Regions from separate parts of the Pan troglodytes genome. Here region 2 is linked to region 1. Evidence: chromatin contacts called from public HiChIP or PLAC-seq data. All regions are on one chromosome and are shown on one strand. Each heading gives the region's core, a stretch centred on a gene start, on an enhancer-like site or on the middle of the called end of the contact. The rest is flanking DNA. Distances are from core to core; before and after follow the strand shown.

Region 1 (5,402 bases), core at 1,233-3,732:
GTCACCCAGGCTGGAATGCAGTGGCACGATCTCGGCTCACTGCAACCTCCACCTCCCAGGTTCGAGTGATTCCCATGCCTCAGCCTCTGGAGTAGCTGGGATTACAGGCGCCTGCCACCACGCCCGGCAATTTTTTTATTTTTAGTAGAGATGGGGTTTCTCTACTAAACCCAGGCTGGTCTCAAATTCCTGACCTCAAGTGATCTGCCTGCCTCGGCTTCCCAAAATGCCGGGATTACAGGAGTGAGCCACCCCAGGTGAATTTTCTTATTTCTTTAGGAGATTATTTTATATTCTTCTATCAATAGATAATTACCAGGAAGTCTTGCTAAATCTCTAGGTTAGTTAAGTGCTCCTCTTCTGGGTTCCCAGACAACCCCGTACCTACCCCAATTTTAACTCTGTAGCAGAACTTGTTTTTTTTGTTTGTTTGTTTTTACATGCCTGTCTACCCCTACTAGATTGCAAACTCTGAGATTTTAGACTGACCCTTAACCTTCATTATATCCCTCAGCAACTAGCACAGTATTTGGCAAATATCTAATAAGCAATAAATATATATATATATATAATGGTTGAACTGATTTGACTTTTTTTGAAGGCTCACCATGATCCTTGTCAACTTCTCCAGCCTCACATCCCTAAACAGTGGCATAGAAGTCTTAGTTTTAGTTCAGCACAAAGACCAGTTTCTTACTGTACAGCTTCTGTTCAAGCAATCCTTTTCCCTTTACTCCTCCCAACCGCCACCACAAGACATCCCACTTCAACTCTCTGGAATCATTTTCTCCTGGAAGTTTTTCCTGACCCATGACCTCTTCCCAAAGTTGGATTAATGCTTCTTCTGAGCTTCAATAGCTCTCTGTGCATTTATCTCTGCACTATACACATTACATCATAGGGTAATAATGCAAACACTCCACCCAAGTTCTTTTTCATTCATGTTGGTATCTTCCAAGATTAGCACACTGCCTGGCACACAGCAGATGAGTTAACAATGTGATTTGAATAAAAAGAACGTGGAACAGGGAAAGAATCTTGGCACACTGTGTGTTTTAGGGATGCACGGACGTGGAAATGCAAATAATTGGTTGTTTACTATATTCTCCTAAGACATGGCTGGAACTAAAAAAAAAAACAGAAAAAGCCTTTCCAATTTTGAGGCTAAAGTTCAAGTCACAAAACAAGCAATAAAAGCCTGTTTAGCAAGGATAGTAAAATGGTATAGGGCTATAAAAGAAGGGACAAATTAGAAATCAGGAAAGCAGGCCATTCATACAAATGCAAATAAATTGGTTCACAGGATAAGAGGACACCCAATCATGTAAAAACTGGTACAAGCCGGGCACGGTGTCTTAGGCCTGTAATCCCAGCACTTTGGAAGGCCAAGGCGGGTGGATCACCTAAGGTCAGGAGTTCGAAACCAGCCTGACCAATATGGTGAGACCACGTCTCTACTAGCAATACAAAAAGTAGTCGGGCGTGGTGGTGTGCGCCTGTAGTCCCAGCTACTAGGGAGGCTGAGACAGGAGAATTGCTTGAACTCCGGAGGCAGAGGTTGCAGTGAGCCGAGATCACATTACTGCACTCCCGCCTGGGCGACGGAGCAATGCTCTGTCTCACACACACACTCGAAAAAAAAAAAAACTGGTACAAAGATATATTCAAAACCTGTCCCCTAAATGGCCTACAAGACATCACCATTACTTTCAAATGAATGCACAAAGCTTTTCCCTTCTAATTCATTCTTATTGTGGTAAAATATACATAACAGAAAATTTACCATTTTAACCATTTTTAAGTGCACAGTTCAGTAGCATTATGTCCATTCATTGTTGTGCAACCAACACCACTATCCATCCTAGATTCATTTTTAAAACAAGAGTCGCAGCTGAAATTTTCCTTTCATTAACTCAGCTTTAGCAACATACTGAACTTTATGCACCACAAAAGTTTTTGCCAGATAAGGTTCAGAAACAGGGAAGAGTGAAATAAATCAATGATCCTTCGTGGGCTTCTGTTAAGGGAATGTATTAGCGAAAGGCTTCACTTCATCAGCCCCCTCCCGCCCTTTTTGGCGTCATAAACCAAGAAACAACCAGATCAGCACCCACATCTCCCAAGATGCAAACACTGGGTCCCGAAAGGCAGCTGTCCTGCCCCCGCGCAGATCCCCTGCAGCCTCCTTTCCTACTGCACAAATCGACTAGCGCAGGGACCGAGCTCTCTACCCGGGACTGCACGGAGGAGCTAAAGAGAGAAAAGGAGACACAACATTGTGAGAAAAACGGCTAAAGTTCTCGAACTCCGTGTTTTTGCCCTCTTCTTGTTCACTGCTCTTCAACCACCTCCAACTTCCATCCCTTAAACCCACAAGCGAGCCCCTTTTCTTGACGCGCGCCTTTTATTGACGCAAACCTCCCGTTCTCGCGGGAACTTGGGAACGGGAGCCTGGTAGGGAGGACAAATCTCTCGAAATCTCAGTTGGCGCTGGAGCTGGAGGGGCAGTTGAAGCTCCTGAAGGGCGGGGCACGGAGCTTGAAGGGGCGGGGCCTAGCCTCCGAGAGGGGAGGGAAGAGGCGGGAGGAGGAGGTGAGAGAGGCCGGGGGCGGGGCCGTGCGGCCGGGGACCTGTTGATCGCAGGTATAGCCGGCTGGCCCGGGCTCCCGCGGGACTGGGGCGACTGCGCATGCTCGCTGGCCGCACTGGGCCAGTAGCCGAGCCGCGGTGACGAACCGGCTCCGCGGTTGCGGTGTTTGCGGTTGCTGTGATGGCGATGTGAGGGGGCCCGGGGCGGGATGGTGCTGACCCGGGTCGGGCCGTCTTCTTGCAGCTGGACAACGAGCTCCTCCGTTCGACAGGCGGGGGAAGAGGCCGAGCCGGGCGAGAGGTAACCCCCTTACTGTCCCCTCTGGCTCCCCCGGCTCCCGACACCCACGACCCCTCCCTCCGTCCCTCTTGCCCAGGGGCCAGGAAGGAAGCGGCCTCCTCTTCGTCCGCCGTTCGCCCGCCGCGGCCCCTCACCCGACTGCTGGCGGTCGGAGCCTGGCCCCGGCCCCGCTGAAGGTCGGTGGGGACGGCGGTGCGGAGCGCTCTGAGGGAGGCGAGGGGCCGCGGCGCGCTGCTCTCCCGGTGCCCGCGGCCGCCCCTGCCCCTGCGCGCGTCCCTCGACCCGTTCTTCCTGAACCTCCCGCCTAGCGTGTTTGCCCTTCACCCCTGCTCCATCTTCGTCGCTCTGTCCCTCCTTTACCCGCTTTCGTGGTTCTGCTTTTTCATCCCGCGCCTCCCACGTGTCTTTTTGCCCGGGTGGTCCCTCCTTGGGAAGCAGCGTATCTGTGTGCTTCCATCCCTTGCCTGGCTCTTCCCTGTCCGGAGCTCCTTACCCTGGCCGACCAGGTTTCTCACTCTTGTTACCTCCATAATTTCTTCCTTGGTTTTATTTTCCTCTCATCCACCTCCTTTCGGTACTTCCTCCTGGTTCCCTTTTTGTTAGTTGCCGATTGTGTTTTGCTTTAGCATCGCTTTGCATTGGAGTTCATTCCATGCCCCATCTTAGCTTCGGAAACCCTCACTCCCTTCTCTTTCCTCTGGTACCCTGCTTCATCGCTTTCTGTCTAATGGCCCCTATCCTCACGTCCTTTTCCATTCTGCACCCAGTGAGTCTCTAATCTTAATTTTTTCCCCTCCAAAACTCTTCCACCCTCCCCCCCATTTGTATAAGTCAAGCCTCTTAACTTCATTCCATTTGTTTTACTTTTTATTAAATCTCTGAAGACTTCTTTGTGACATACCCTTCTAGTCCTTGCTGCTTTCTGCCTAAGCTAGGTATCCACTCAATGTTTCTAGTTCATCTTCCAGTTTAATAACATTTCTTCTTTCTTTACCGGTTGGTGGAAGTATCATCAAAAGAGTGACAGTAGCAATAAATCGGTTACACTTACTGATTAAAGCTTTAATTTTTAAGAATTATGTTTACCTGACATGCCTGGAAAAGCAACTTGAGTACAGACTTCATGAAACTATAGTGGGTTAAGACTTGTTAAAGGTTGACCTACAAACATACACTTAAAATGTGGAAATTTTCTTGTCCTCCATTAGGTGTAGCTGTCCAAGAACTAATCTTAAATGAAATTTAACAGAATTTCTTTTTTAAAATGTATTATTAATTTGTTTTATACATTTGTTATTGCAACTGATTGCATAATTTTCCTGAGAGTCTCTGTTCTCTAATAAATGCATACAATTTCTGCTACCTTTAGAATTAGTGTGCTTATAGGAGACATACGTGAGAAGTATTAACTTTTAATTGAGCAGAAGAACTTTCTAAACGGTTTTGTAATTTTTTTCCTCCATTGCATTGTGATCAAGATTTGGCTTAAATAAAACTTCTCTTTCCATAAATAATGGTACAGTATCTTATTTTGAAGGCATCTGCTGAAGCAGTTATGTTTAGTGAAGTTTGTCTTTATTGTAGGGTTGAAGATCAACTGGATTATGTATTTGGTTCTGGAATCTCAAAGCAGTCCACAAACAAATTCTTCCTTATGTTGTCTGTGTCAGGTAGGAATTAAGTTTTCTGTTTCTGTTTTAAGAAGGGAAATACCAAGGCAAAAAAAAAAGTGTAGTTCCTTATTCAAAGTGATTTAAAGTAAAACTAGGAGGCTCTGGTGTCTTCAAACCACACTTCTTTGAGAAGAACTAGCAATTGTTGTGTATGGTAAGAGGTGATGCACTCATCAGCTTTTAAGATTTTTTAAAAATGATTTTTCAAATGCAAATAAAGAAACTGCTGCTTCTCAAGGAAGCTTGCACTTCCTTCAAATAAAAAGCCAGGTCTTTTTATTTTTAGGTAAACATTCATTTTCAAAAAGTAAATGCCTACAAATTCTTGCTGGTATTTTTAGTGAGTTGGTTCCTGTGCTCTTATAAATTAAATAGGGATTTGTGGTGGACAGCAGGCAGAAGACTAGAATTTCTAGTCAGAATATATGAGCTCTTATGATGACTCATGACATTAGTTTGTAGAACCCACTTAACCTGTGTATCTCAGTATCTCCAGCTGTAAGGTAATTAATAGCAAAGCAAGCCCTAATCATTTAAACATGCTTAGGGCCACCGCAGACAAAAATTGCTATATAAATACTTAGTTTTTATCTCTTTAATTTTAGACTGTGTAGTAAGAGTATAATTGACTGCTTAAATCCCAAATCAAACATTTCTTTTTTAAATTTCAGACTTCTGTGAAAAGTCTAGTAGAATGCTGGTGAACTGTGGACTAGCACTCTATTAGACTTTTCTAATGTACTAGATAGATGTACCAAATAAAATGACCTGGCTTTGAAAGAAGTGCAAGCTTCCTTGAGAAGCAGCAGTTCTAATGTACTAGAGTTTTCTAATTAGTA
Region 2 (5,402 bases), core at 1,651-4,150, 250 kb after region 1:
ACCTTCATGTTCTCCAAACACATTCTAGGTTTCTTGGGCCTCATATCCTCACTACTTCTAGCATATAACCCTGAACTTTCAGAAGTCCATACGTGTTTTTTAAAGCAATTCCTTTCTCTCCGCTCCACCCCCATTCACTTGAAAAATTCCCCCATCTGTTAAAAGCCAAGTTTAAGCATCACCTCCTCCGTGAAACTTTCCCAGATTTTCCCAGGCTACTGGATGTTCTGTTCCTTTTGCTCCGAGAACACTTTATAATTGCTATAAACTTTACAGTGTAGTCCTTTTCTATTTACATATTTGTAGCTCATAGTAGACTGTAAGCTTCTGATTATTAGTGTACTAGATAGAAGTTGTTTGATAAATACTGGTGAATAAATGCAATGCTGTTTTCTTCCCAGGATGTTTTGGGGACCAGTCTCTTTCTTCCTACTATAGTCTTAAAATACAGTCAACTCAAATTTATATTTTAATAGCCTCTAAGCTGACCATCTAGAACCACACTATTCAATAATGTATCCACTAGTCACATGTGGCTGCTGAACATTTGAAATTCATCTACTCCAGGCTGGGCGCAGTGCCTCACACCTGTAATCCCAGCACTTTGGGAGGCCAAGGTGGGAGGATAGCTTGAGGCTAGGAGTTCAAGACCATGCTGGCCCACATAGTGAGACCCCATGGACCAGCAGGGTCTCGAACTCCTAGGCTCAATTTTTTGATAATTTCTTTATTGAAAAATAAATTCAGCTACTCCAAAATGAAATCAGCTGTGTTATACAGCATTTTGAAGAGAATATGAAAACAAGAATGGAAAATATGCCATGTTTTATATTACATCTCAAAAATATTTTGGATACATTGAGTTAAATCAAATGTATTAGTAAAATGTATTTTATGTTTCTTTTTCTGTTTTTAAATGTGGCTACTGCATTATTTAAAGTTATACGTGTGGCACGCAAGTATTTGTACTGGACATCGCTGTGACCCTTCAATCCATCCTGAAGGTTGTTTTTTGGTGGTAAACCTGTATTCTGTTTTTCTGAGTCCTTACAGTGCTGAACAGAATTTTTGTACGGAGGAGAGGTACTCAAAAAATGGTGTTTGTTTACTGGTTACTGCAGGACTAACTTTCCCAAAAGATCCTTTTTATTATGCTATTATCCTACTTGAAGAATCTACAGGTTTTCTTTTTCTTTTTTTGGGGGGGTGGGTGGGGAAGGAGTTTTGCTCTTGTTGCCCAGGCTGGAGTGCAATGGCCTGATCTCCGCTCACTGCAACCTCTGCCTCCCGGGTTCAAGCGATTCTCCTGCCTCAGTCTCCTGAGTAGCTGGGATTAAACAGGCATGCGCCACTACACCCGGCTAATTTTGTATTATCAGTAGAGACAGGGTTTCTCCATGTTGGTCAGGATGGTCTCAAACTCCCCACCTCAGGTGATCCGCCTGCCTCGGCCTCCCAAAGTGCTGGGATTACAGGCGTGAGCCACTGTGCCCGGCAAAAATCTACAGGTTTTCTACTGTCAATTTGCATCAAGGCCAGACTACTTTGTCTGGCTTCCCAAGTCTTCCATAACCCTATCATAGTTTACTTATGAAGCCTTATCTCAAAAGTAGTACCTTTTGTTCCAGTCTGTTTTCCAAGGTACTTCAGGTCTTCATGCTTTTGTGCAAGCTGCTCTTTCTTAATATCTCCCTCCCCAGTCCCCATCTAAATCCAGCGTATCTTCAGGACAAGGCTCGTAAGTTCTACCTCCCACATAATGTTTTTTTCTGTTCATTGGAACTCACCAATATCTCCCTAGTTGTTATTTGTCAGAGCTATGTAGTATAAGCTCTAATTTGTTTAATTCCTGAGCATCTTCATTGCCATATCCATTCAATTTAATTCCAGAAACATTTTTGAGCCCCTGTGCCAAGAACAGGGCTAGGTAGCAATGAGGGTCACTTTTATGCAGGGCCAGGGGCTAGAAATTGGCCTTACTAAGAAGTGTAAGACCGACTCTTGCTCATTGCCTTTCTTAGCATCTGCTTCATCGCAGGCAAGGACTGTGTTTATTTGGCTTGCATAAGCCCCATATTAGAACTTCCTCATAATATACAACATGCCAAATCATCGAAACTGCGTCACCCGGAGTTCAAACTTCATGAGCCTGGATTAGGGTCTGGGTTCCAATGAAAAGTGTTTTCTTTAGTTCTCTTTCTCTTGCATTAAGGATCACTATTTACACAGCTTCTTGTTAAAGTATCACCGCCTAGTACTTGGGTTCCTGGTCACACCTTCCCCCTTATGGAAGGGCTTACTGCCAGGTCTTTCAGACTCTGGAGCCAGACTGCTTTGGATTTAAATCTCAACTCCTCCACTAGTAGTTCTGTAATCTGGTCAGGTTACTTAACTCCTCTATGCCTCACTTTCCTCCCCTGTGTAATGAGGATAACAATATCATAAGGTTGGGGAAAGGGTTAAATGAGCTAACAGTTCGTTTAACAGAGTAATCACTCAATGAAATGTTATCCCCTAATACATGTCACTATTAGATTATTTCTCGCCCTTAAAATGTAAGAGACCGTTTTTCCTCTTTTATTCCATCCGTGTCTCCAGCTTCTAAACTGCAGGCGAATAAACCTCGAATGAGTAAATGAACCCACCCAGTCGCTAGTTATTTCTGCATTTCCAATGTTGTGCCAGCAAGAGCAAAGGCAAATGGGCAAGTCAAAGTAGGCTTCCTGTAAAAGGTCTTCCGTCACTGGGTTTTACTAGAGGCCCTTGCGGACCATCACATCTCAAAAGGGGGGAAAGCTCGTATGAGGCAGTGCCAGCTACCTTTCGGGAATCACCTTGGGCAGAAGGCCTTTTTGCAAAAAGACTCGGCAGCCCGGGCCCCGTAGGTTCGGCGCATGCGCAGCGCGCTCGGCGCCCGGGTTCCTTCCTCCGCGCCACCCGGAAGCCTCGGCGCGACCCAGTCCCCCTCCCCCTCCCCTCGCCGGCTAGGGTGGTGCGTGCCGGCAGGCCGGGCAAGGAGGCGGGACACGTCGGCGCTACCACCGCCACCGCCGCCGCCGCCCCTCCTCCCGTTCCAGCTGCCGCTGCCGCTTCCTGGGCTGAGTCCGCCCGCGGTCCCGGCGGCGCCAGGTGCGTTCACTCTGCCCGGCTCCAGCCAGCGTCCGCCGCCGCCGTAGCTGCCCCGGGCTCCCCGCCCCGCTGCCGAGATGGCGACGCGCTCCTGTCGGGAGAAGGCTCAGAAGCTGAACGAGCAGCACCAGCTCATCCTATCCAAGCTTCTGAGGGAGGAGGACAACAAGTACTGCGCCGACTGCGAGGCCAAAGGTAGCTTGGACGTCGTCGCTGCCCACGGTCGGGGCCTCTTGCGACCGGTGACCTTCCCGCCGCTGCGGCGCTCGGGGCCCGAGCGGACGCCTCGGCTTCGCTGGCCGGCTCCTGCCCTGACTGGAGGGCGGGTGGCTGAGCGGGCGGGCGCGGGGCTCCTGTCGACCCTCAAGTCCGCCAGAGGCGGCGGCGAGGTCAGGCCCGCAGGCCCTGTCAGTGGCCCCAGCCTCCCCTCCTCCCCGACACGGGTTTGAGCAGGTGCCGGGGTAGCGATGCTCGGACCCTCCACAGGGCTGGGGGTAGGAGCGAGGCTGGGAGCGCGGAACCGGGCACGGGTCTGGGCAGAGCTTAGGGTTAGAGAGTTGCCCTCCTAGCTCTGCTCATAGCTATCTCTGTGGGTGGGGCCGCGCTTAGGTCTGGATCCCCTCCTCTACCCTCCGGTGTGACCACGTCTTCCCACTCCGGGCTCGGATTCTTGGTCTCCTAGATGGAGCCCTACCTGCCTGCCCACCTGACAGCTTTTGTATAAGGCTTTTATCTCTGCTTCCTGAAAAAGAGTATGGTGGTCTTTTTCGGTGGGTTTGAGTTTTACGGAATAAATTAATTGGATAAAGGTCTTTATTAGTAGTAGTATTGTTTTTTAGTCTGGTTTTTAGCCAGAATGAAGAGGAATTTCATTACATGAGTCTCTTGGAGGACGGTGGGTTTGTATTTCTGAAGATTTTAGTAATTAGGTTTTCTCTGACCAGCTAGTTTGGGAGAATATGTGGACACTGATTTGTGTACCTCATAAATGCTGAAGGTTCATTTTAAAGATCTAGAGATGGAAAAAAACCTAATTTTAGTTTGTTCGGTTGGAGGGCTTCTGCTTCAGCCTTTGAAATAGATAGACTATTTTTAGCTGCTATGTTTTGTGTTTGGAGATCTGATTTATGTTTAATGTCTTGTAAGTAATCTCAAGGGAAATATTTCTTTTTTTTTTTAAAGAAATGTCTTGTGTAGTTAAGAAAAGATCGTGTATATTTTTAATTGGTTTATTTCGTTATTGGGTGAGAAATAGGGTAGTTCTCTAAAGCAGGAGACAGTCTCTTTGGGGAATGTCCTTTAAGATTTCTGTGTTATTTGACTTAGACTTTTCCTGAAGCTTTACTGTTCTATCTCAATACTATATAAATGAGTCACATTTCAGTAGGCTGATAATATTTGACTAGACTGAGCCACACAGCATCAGCAGGTTACTTCACTGTCGTAACAGGTACTGAATTACTAGAAGAATCATGCGGGAATACTGTAACTAGATTATTTTTATGAAGCACTTTTCAATATAGTAACTTGATTGAGTCAAGATTATATTTATCCTATGTAACCTTTTCAGGTGATGAGTTTTTACAAAGTCCATGCCTGGTTCTTGTAATATTTGTTTTCCTAGTAACTTGATTGTGTGTGGTTATTTGGGAGTTCTGCACTGTGTTTAGGCTCAGTTGCTTGCTCATTGACTGCACTAGCAAAACACTGAAAAATGGTCCTTTAAAAGGCCAAGAAGAAGAAGAAAGAAGCTGAAGCTAAATAGTACACATTTTGTCATTTTGAGTAATAACATGGTTAAGTAGAGATGCTGGTAAATATTAAATCTGTTCATTAAAAGTCGAATAGTAACAGTTTCAGAATTAACCTTCCTTCATCTACAGACATTATTAAAAATAATTTAATTTTTGTTCAAATTTCTGTCTCCAAAAAAGTACTTTATAAAATCAGATTTTCACTAATGCTTTTTAAAATAATACAGATTTTTAAAAGCCATTATTAACCATGTTAACTTTTTTTTTTATTTACTCTTTTGGGGTGGGGAGAAGAGAATCATGTGCTTCTTAAATTAGGATCAAAAGTTTTACTTCTTTGGACCTGAAGAATAGGAAGTATTCGTTTTGCTCAATGTTTGTATTGCCACGGAAATCAGTAGATATATATTGAATGAATGACTTTTGTATTTTGGTTTTGTCTGGCCTTTTGTTGGTTTACTTGTTTTGAGAAGTGAAGGAAGTGAGAGAGAAGAGAATGGTATCAAGAGTACAAGGGTG

The links. HiChIP or PLAC-seq counts read pairs in DNA pulled down with a chosen protein or histone mark.
Region 2: an H3K4me3 HiChIP or PLAC-seq map of stem cell-derived excitatory neurons shows a contact between it and region 1, with 3 times the contacts expected there. The contact joins the promoter of SMAP1 here to the promoter of FAM135A in region 1. A contact is called at or near these places in 1 of 7 Hi-C or Micro-C datasets (stem cell-derived neural progenitor cells) and 1 of 1 datasets of contacts at active chromatin or transcription factors (stem cell-derived excitatory neurons).

Annotation. Positions count from the first base shown.
Region 1 is chr5:82,367,502-82,372,903 of NHGRI_mPanTro3-v2.0_pri, forward strand. FAM135A (family with sequence similarity 135 member A) reads left to right here and starts at 2,483. Exons shown (of 23, transcript XM_016955771.4): 1 at 2,483-2,890; 2 at 4,475-4,560.
Region 2 is chr5:82,620,249-82,625,650 of NHGRI_mPanTro3-v2.0_pri, forward strand. SMAP1 (small ArfGAP 1) reads left to right here and starts at 2,901. Exons shown (of 11, transcript XM_016955787.2): 1 at 2,901-3,324. The coding sequence starts at 3,207.